Linked DNA regions of Zea mays: region 1 is linked to region 2. A link is a contact called in public Hi-C data. All regions are on one chromosome and are shown on one strand. Each heading gives the region's core, a stretch centred on a gene start, on an enhancer-like site or on the middle of the called end of the contact. The rest is flanking DNA. Distances are from core to core; before and after follow the strand shown. Region 1 holds the start of LOC100272943 (DNA-binding protein). Region 2 holds the start of LOC100285622.

What was found. A called contact is a pair of places that touch in the nucleus more often than the background predicts.
Region 1: a contact with region 2 is called in a Hi-C map of leaf, with 5 times the contacts expected there. The contact joins the promoter of LOC100272943 here to the promoter of LOC100285622 in region 2. A contact is called at or near these places in 1 of 25 Hi-C or Micro-C datasets (leaf) and 1 of 3 datasets of contacts at active chromatin or transcription factors (seedling).

The regions. Positions count from the first base shown.
Region 1 is chr4:39,392,240-39,396,373 of Zm-B73-REFERENCE-NAM-5.0, forward strand. It overlaps LOC100272943 (DNA-binding protein), which reads right to left and starts at 2,767. Exons shown (of 5, transcript NM_001147395.1): 1 at 1,951-2,767; 2 at 784-851; 3 at 79-210. The coding sequence starts at 2,452.
Region 2 is chr4:39,358,443-39,362,633 of Zm-B73-REFERENCE-NAM-5.0, forward strand. It overlaps LOC100285622, which reads left to right and starts at 2,849. Exons shown (of 4, transcript NM_001372309.1): 1 at 2,849-3,172; 2 at 3,292-3,474; 3 at 3,574-4,191. The coding sequence starts at 3,074.

The DNA.
Region 1 (4,134 bases), core at 1,517-4,016, 34 kb after region 2:
TTCCTTCATCTGCATCCCCACACAGACATGCATATGAAACCACGCGTGCAGTAAGAACTTTTGTCATGCATGGCTAACCTCGTAAGTTAACGTGCCACCAGAGGAATCAGGCTGACAGAGTGTAACGGTGGATATCACACCATTTGCAGAGAGAACACAGATAGCTCGTGGTCCTTGTTGGGAAAACGATATGACCTTCGTCATCACATCCTGAACCGACAGAGAAAATACAGATCACTGTTTTGCGCAAAGACACAGAACACTTCAGGAAAATGGATAGTATAGCTGTGGCTGTAAGAGGAGCAATGCATGTATATACAGGAAGTGAAAAGGCAAAAATAAAGACGGAACTCATTTCAATCTTTGACAAATTCAACAGGGATACGAAATTCACCTCTCCTTATCTAAAGGGATGGAAAGGGATAACAAGACCATTTTGAGATCATGGCTCGCTTTGGTTAATCATGTAAAAGCAAAGCATACAAAGCTGACTGTGCAGTCTTTTGATTTCTGTGCTCATCACATCGCCAAGTGATTGTATATAACAAAATACGTGAACAGAAATAAATGATAAGGGCGATCACAATATTTTTTTTTAAAAAAAAAGAAAGAAAAAGAAAACGTTGTTTAACTGAAGGTCCATAAAAATGATATTTCAAGTACATAGACGATGAAGTTACAATACTGACTGTCAGGTCAGAAATACTCTGAACCAGAAATCACCAAATGAGATCTAGTGTAAACAGCAGTTGTACACAACATATATAACATCTAGATCCATACCTCACCAGGAGCGACTGTAATTATGTGTGGAGTGAAATTTGCACCAGCTGAACATGCCCCCATATCACCTGCCAACACATGGTGCGGGTGGTTAGAAAAAAATAATGGCAGATTTATAGCAAAACAAACTGGCCAAATGAAAGGTCTGGGAGCAGAGAAGATTGTTTAGTCTAATAGGAATCTATGGCAGTGATCCCATCAGGAAATCAACTAGCTACACAACTGCGACATCCAAAGACCACCCTCACTCATCGAAGTACAGTCTCATAAATTCTTCATACACTGTAAATGTTCAATCCAGCCATACCAACTTTTACCACCGTGTTCTAGTACCCGAAGCATTCACTATACATTTTTCAGTCCCAAGTCATACTATTTTCACCACGTACCTCGAAAAAAAAAACAGATACTCCGTATGTCTGAACTATATCCATCAGACGATCACCTTCAGACCTACTACCAGGGAGACAAGGAATGACAAAAAGGCAGGCACCGTGGTAGAACCTAACAAGAAGGATTTTCAAATGATCTGTATCTTCAATATTTTATTCCAGAACAGAACAGTTAAGCACAAGCAGGGCAGCACCACCATGGCAGGCAATCCCCACAACGGGGGAACCCCACCACAGAACACCAAGAAACCCTAAAAGCAACCAACAAAACGGGGTAGGATGGACTGCAGGCAGAGGATATGCCTCCATCTGGCCCCCACTTTGCCCCTCAACCGAGCCATGAATCTTGGCTCGCACAGTGCACCAACCAGCCGCATGAGCCTGCCTGAGATACCTGACCGTGCGAACTAGCATCTGATCATGTTGTGCAGCACGAGCTGCGTCTGCGTAGAGTGGAGGAGACAGGAAATATTCGGATAAGAGAGGGACAGACAGACAGTGTCCGGACAAGGAGTGAGCCGGTGACGCCGCCATCCAATTACTACCCCTGTCATTGGCTCCTCCCCCGCCGCTCATCCATCCATTCTCCTCTAGTCGAGGAATTTGTCGGGAGAAAAATCGAATCCTTATCTCTAGAATAGGATGTGGATTATCCCAAAAAGATTAACAGATTTTTGGGTTTAATTAATCTATATATAAAGAGAGACAAAAAAAACAGAGGGGGAATGGGGGATGAATACGAGCGAGAGATTTGGGAGTACTCCTACAGTCCTACCAATGGAGTCGAAGTGGAAGCCGAACTGCTGCTGCTGATGCTGGTAGAGCTGGTGGTGATGCTGCTGGTGCTGCTTGGCGGCGGCGGCGGCGAAGTCAAGGGGCCGTCCCCTGCCACGCTTCATGGCGGCGCCCACCGCGGAGGCCGGCGTGTAGTGCCCAGGCGCCACGGCGGCCGGCAAGGGCGCGGACGCCGAGATCGGCGTGGCGTTGAGCGGGCGGATCAGGCTCCCGTCCGGCCCGTACTTGCGCGGCCTCCCTCGCTTCTTCGGCACCTTCATCAGCACCGGCACGAGCGCCATCGCGCCGCCTCCCGCCGCCGTAGCAAGAGGCGGCACCAGGACGGCGCTCGAGCTGCCCCTCTCCGCCGCCGCGGCCGGCGCCGGCAGCGGCTGCTGGAAGCTCACAGTCTCCTCTAGTGGTGGCGCCGCCATAACCGGTGCTGCCGCCGCCATAGGCGCAGGCGCATGCCCAACACTGGCTTCCCCCGGCTTGGCCTCCATGCACGCAGCACCCCGCACGCGCCCGCCTGCTCGTAGTCGTCCTACTAAGCCTCCCGACACGAGCAGTCGCCATTGGAGCTCACGCACGCTCTCCCCATCTCCCCCGTTTAGTTCAGGGCGGCGCCTCAAAAAAAAAGAAAATAACGAAAATCCTCCCTCCCCCCAAAAAAAAAGTCCCCGAAAAATAGCCCCAAAATCCCGAAATATTCCTCAAAAAATCCTCGCTCCAGCGACAAAAATCGACAAAAACAAAAACAGGAGCAGCTGCGGGAGGAGGACGAAGCGGAGGTCGCGAGGCGAGAGGCAGCAGAAGAGGGGCGGCGGAAATGGGGCGCCAGTGAAATAAAAAGCCAAAACTAATAAAAGCAAAAAAGGCGAGGATGCCGCCGGGGGAATTGCGGGATTAAAAAAAGAGAAATAAATTAGGTTATCGAGGAAATATTAAATTATTTATCCGCCCGGGCGCGCCCGCGCGGGCGCAGTAAAGAAACGGGGGCCGAAATTGTCGCGGTTTAAGAGCGGGGAGGGGCCCACGTGCTCTTCCCGTGGTGGTTTTTAATGCGGGAACCGAGGGAGATGCCCGTTGCTTGGCGCCGTGCCGTGGCGTGAAGCCGTGAACTGAACCCGGTGGGCAGAACCGGGAACGGAAAAGGCGCTTGGCGTCACGCGGGCTAATTAATTACTAGTAGTTATTAAGCGCTGTATACATACGGGCGATGGAGAGGTGGATTTACGGTTCTGCCACAGGGCCACTTTAGGGTTGACTGGTCGTCGGTTTGTCGCATGCCATATTGCCATGGCGCCGGGCGGCAGCTGCCTGCTGTGCTTCCCGAGCCCGCGGGTCAAGCGTGTCAAAGCGAACAGTGACACGTCAGACGCAGGACAGGCACTGTGCAGATGGATGGGAACGGCTCCGATCCAACGGGGAGAAATTCTAACGTGTTCTCGGTACATCTTTTTTAGTTTTTTTTTCTTCAAAAAAGGGAGTTGGCCAACCGCGGCCCGGCACGGCCAGGCCCAGGCCCTACCTTTTTTTATTATCTGTGGACAAATTTGAATCGTCGAAACCGATAAATGGTGCTGCAGCCAATAAAATAAAATACTGTGTCGCGTGCAGCCTTGATTCATGTCCTCTCCCGCTTTCATCCATTATTATCCAAGCATATACAGGACAAAAAGCACGGAAAATAAAATAAAAGGGTGGATGCGCCAAAGTCCCCACCCTACAGGCTACAGCAAGTAACTGGATCTTTAACAAAGCTACTATTAGCTAGCTATAATTGTCGTCATCCTCATGTCTCACCAAATTAATCCTTAGACAAATACAAAATAACCAGATAAAAATTTCTCCCCTAAGTCTAGATCCAATGCATCCGATCTTTGCGGTTTATTGATCGCGTCATTGACTGTCATCGATGTTTATCTACCAAATATATAGTCTTTACCGTCAGCCTGCAATCATTTCATCTCTTTTACAATCATTAATTTGAAATGAAACGTAATATTTTAGTGAAACAAAAAACACCACAGTATATAATCAAGCAAATAAAAATTATATAATACATAAAAAACACTTTGTTAGGATAGATATGGGTGGTTGGCCTCTAAGTTCCTTCTCTCTGTCTTGCTCGGGGACGCTTGGCCGCCTTATGCCTATGACGAGGCCTATTCACGGCCTTTTG
Region 2 (4,191 bases), core at 1,599-4,098:
ATTTAGGTATTACACAGAAAGAGGCTAGAGGCCCAACCCTATATTCAGTGTCTCGTGTGTTTCCTCTGTCGTGCTTATGTGAAGTGAGACGAGTTCTCTACATCTTCTTACGCCTCTACTGCTGACGGGAGGGAAGGGAGCGGATTTGGTGATCCGTGGTAACGTAGTTCTCAACAACTACTACCCACGGTCCACGGAAGAGAGTACATGAATGTACGGCCAGATCGGACGGCGGGGATCTCGTGTGATGACTGGTTCGCGTATAAAGTGTCTGATTTCCCGCGCTCGATCGAGACTGACCGAACTGGGCTCGACGGTCCTTCCACGTTGTACGTGATGACTGATCGAACTGGTGGGCCATGTACGTGGGCGATATATGTATACTGCAAGATCCCGTTGGAAGGCCGGAAACCCCCCTTCGAAGCCATGCATGCAGGCCGAATGCTGCTGAACGCACAGATGGACCGCGAAACGGGCCCAGCAGAGGTCACCGTCGAAACGGGCACAGATGCAAGTGAGGCGAGCAGGGATGACGGAGGAGGAATCGCATCCAAGACCGCAGAGCCGGATGACGGAGGAGAGGAATCGCATCAAAGCGCGTGCCACGACCACGATCCGCGGATGCCTGCCCCCCGTGCCTCTGGGGGCTTCTGGGCCCGCCCGGCGACCGGCCGGCGGGAAAAGCGAAAGCCAGTTGAGTGGAGCGGAGGCCAAACGACCAACGAACCAGAACCAGGGTGGTGGTGGGGTGGGCGGATCGGTCCTGGGGATGAGGAGGCCATCAACATCATCCATTGCGACCTCTGACTGATGGCACGCCGCACGCCATCGGAGCATGCTGCTGCTGCATGGGGACGCGCGACGGGCTCGCGCACCAAGGCCCGCGCCGATGGTGGACGCTGACCCGACGGTGTCGGTGGACGCCATGCCAGCCACTATGCCTCTGTTCTGCTACACACTGCTTTCCCATCGCACTCCTCCACTTTGGGTGGACACTGGACGCTGGACACCTGTGCTGTGTGCGCTGCACCATCTCCTCCGTCGCTTCCTCTAGATCTGCTGTCTGTCCAAAGCAAGCAGGCAACGCCGCCGGCCTCTCTCTCTTCGCCATACAAGCCTGACACGCTGACCGGACCGCCCGGCCTCAGCCTGCCATTTCAAATCGTGATGGGGCCCCGGGCATTTTTCCCGCCAGACTTCTCTTGGCGCCAAGCGCCAAGCGCCCGCGAACCTTCGCTTGTTTTGGCGCCAACCCGCGTGGTGGCCGGCGGCCGGGGCGCCGCGCCATCGCGCTCGCGGGGCCGGGGCGAGAACGAGATCCGCCGCCTGACGTGCTGGTCCGTCCTGTTGGCTGTTGCTGTTTTGGCCGCCGGCTGGACCACGGCCCGCGTGGCGTGGCACTCCGTCGAGACACCACGCAGGAACAGTACATCTACACGAAGCCTAGGTTCGACCAAAACGGGCGCGACCCTCCACTCCAGGTGTCAAAAGGACCCGGCATGCGTGCCCTGCCCTAATCCTGATCTCTACGCTGCTGTGCAGTGCCCATACTTACTAGTAGTATACAAGAGTAGCTCCACGCGGCACGTCGCCGATGCGGGGCGCCGGTGACCGGTGTGCACGTCGTCGCGGCCCTCCTCCTATCTGAAGGGGCAGGCATATCGGTCCATGCGGTAGCATATTCCAGCAGAATTCTGTCACCCAAAAAATCGGCGGTTCGGCGCCTCCTGCTTGCTTTGTCTCAACTACTGGAAGTGGAAGCTGAGCTCCTAAAAAAACAAAAAAGAAAAGGTTGCCGAGCCTGCCGGCCGGTCCCGCGCTGGCTGTATGTACTACGTGTCCTGCTGCTGCCGGATGGTAGCTCAAAAATCAAAACAATACAATTCTCGTTTTTTTTCAATTTCGAACTGTCTAAATTTTAATTAAACTTAGATTAAATTCTGTACAATATTTATAATAATATATACTAAGCACCACTAGATTAGTTTTAGAATATGTTTTCATTATAATTTCATTTAAAGACTGCTACTATAAAATTTGTAAGTAATGGTTACTTATTAGTTAGTTATTTTTTTTTACGGATGGAGCGAATATTTTTCTTACGGTTCTGTTCTGCGCTATAGTACATTCCGTTGCGGGAAAAAAATTCACCCGGGGCCCGCACTAACATTTGGAATGTCATTTGTTGGGATGTGTTGGTTACGATGCCTAAAGTTCAATATATGTACAACCATCCAATGTTTGAATATGCTTGAATGCCAATTACTGTAATAAATCTAGTTTAATTATTAAAAAAACTAATCACATAAATAAAAACTAGATAACAATCCGAATTTAGTAAGGCTAACTAAGGGTGTATGTTAGGATTATAATAATATGCCCAGGTTATATAAAATCTAACAAATTTTGAATTAAGTGTTAGTTTACAATTTATTGGATTATATAATATGGATAAATTATAATCCAAAACAAATATCTCCTAGTAATTCATGACTAGTAAACTATAGCATTCCGTCCGGTCGGTTTCCTTATTCGAAATTTGTAACGTCCGGGAGGAGGGTGCAAGTGCAAAGCAAGGAACGAAGGAACAGCCACAGCACACTGCGGCCCTCCACGTGGCGGCCCTCCCTGGCTCCCACGCGCCTGGCCAGTCGCTTCGGCATGTGCCGCACCAGTGCACCACACCACCCTCCGCCCCCCTTCCAGCTTCCACCTCTTTTTTAAATCCCCGCGTCCGTTCCGTCCCGGCCACTTTCACCCGCCCACGCATTCCAATTCCGAATTTCAACTGACAGCTGTGCTAGCTCAGACACCGGACTACAGGAGGCGCCGGGGAGCCAACAACAACAACAAGGCGGCGAGCAGAGCCACGCCAAAGCGTGGGGAAGCCTCCAAGCCGCGGGCGATCCCGCCGAGGCGTCGTCGTCCACCGCCTCCTCCTTGTACTCTTCGTCCCTGCTGTCAGGGCCGCCGCGCGCTTTATATACAGCCGACCCGCGTGCCTGGGCTCGCTGCCTGCCAGCAGCAAGCAAGCGCCGAGGCGGAGCTCGCGAGGCAGAGGCTGACGGCGCCGATGGAGTGGCTGGACGAGTACGAGAAGCTGGTGGTCCGGATGAACACGCCCCGCGTGGTCATCGACAATGCCGTCTGCCCCACGGCCACGCTGGTGCAGGTGAGCTGCGGCCGCCCGTCTCCTCCGGTTCTTGGGAGTGGAGGTTGCGCTAGGAGCTGCAACGGCAGTGGCTGACTTTGGTGGGGCTCTGCCTCTTCTACTCCGTGGTTGCCCTGCAGGTGGACAGCGCCAGGAAGAGAGGGCTGCTGCTGGAGGCCGTGCAGGTGCTCGCCGACCTCGACCTGTCCATCAACAAGGCCTACATCTCCTCCGACGGCCGCTGGTTCATGGACGTCTTCCACGTCACAGACCGCCTCGGCCGCAAGCTCACCGACGACAGCGTCATCACCTACATCCAGCAGGTAGAGCGAGCGGGCTATCTCTCGCCATCCCCTTCATTTCCCCGTGCCTCGCGCTCCGAACAAAGAGCGGCCTTTCGCTGACGCGGCTTCGGTCTGCAGTCTCTCGGGACCTGGAACGAGCCGGCCCGGCCGGCGGCGCTCGAGGGTCTGACGGCGCTCGAGCTCACGGGGCCCGACCGCACGGGGCTCCTGTCCGAGGTGTTCGCCGTGCTGGCCGACCTGCAGTGCGGCGTGGTGGACGCCCGCGCGTGGACGCACCGCGGCCGCCTGGCGTGCGTCGCCTTCCTCCGCGGGGAGGGCGACGCCGACCGGGTGGCGCGCATCCTCGCGCGCCTCGGCCACCTCGTCCGCGGTGACGGCGAGGCCCCGGGCGCCGTGGCAGCCGTGCCCGCCGCGGCGGTCGCGCACGTCGACCGCCGCCTCCACCAGCTCATGGCCGCGGACCACAACAACAGCGCGACGCCGTACCCGGCCGCGGCCGTGTCCGTGCAGAGCTGGGCCGAGCGCGGCTACTCCGTGGTGACCGTGCAGTGCCGCGACCGCCCCAAGCTGCTGTTCGACGTGGTGTGCGCGCTCCACTGCCTGGACTACGTCGTCTTCCACGGCACCGTCGACACCGCCGCCGGCGACCGCGCGCGGCAGGAGTTCTACATCCGCAGCGCCGACGGGAGCCCCATCCGGTCCGAGGCCGAGAGGGAGAGGCTCGCCCAGTGCCTC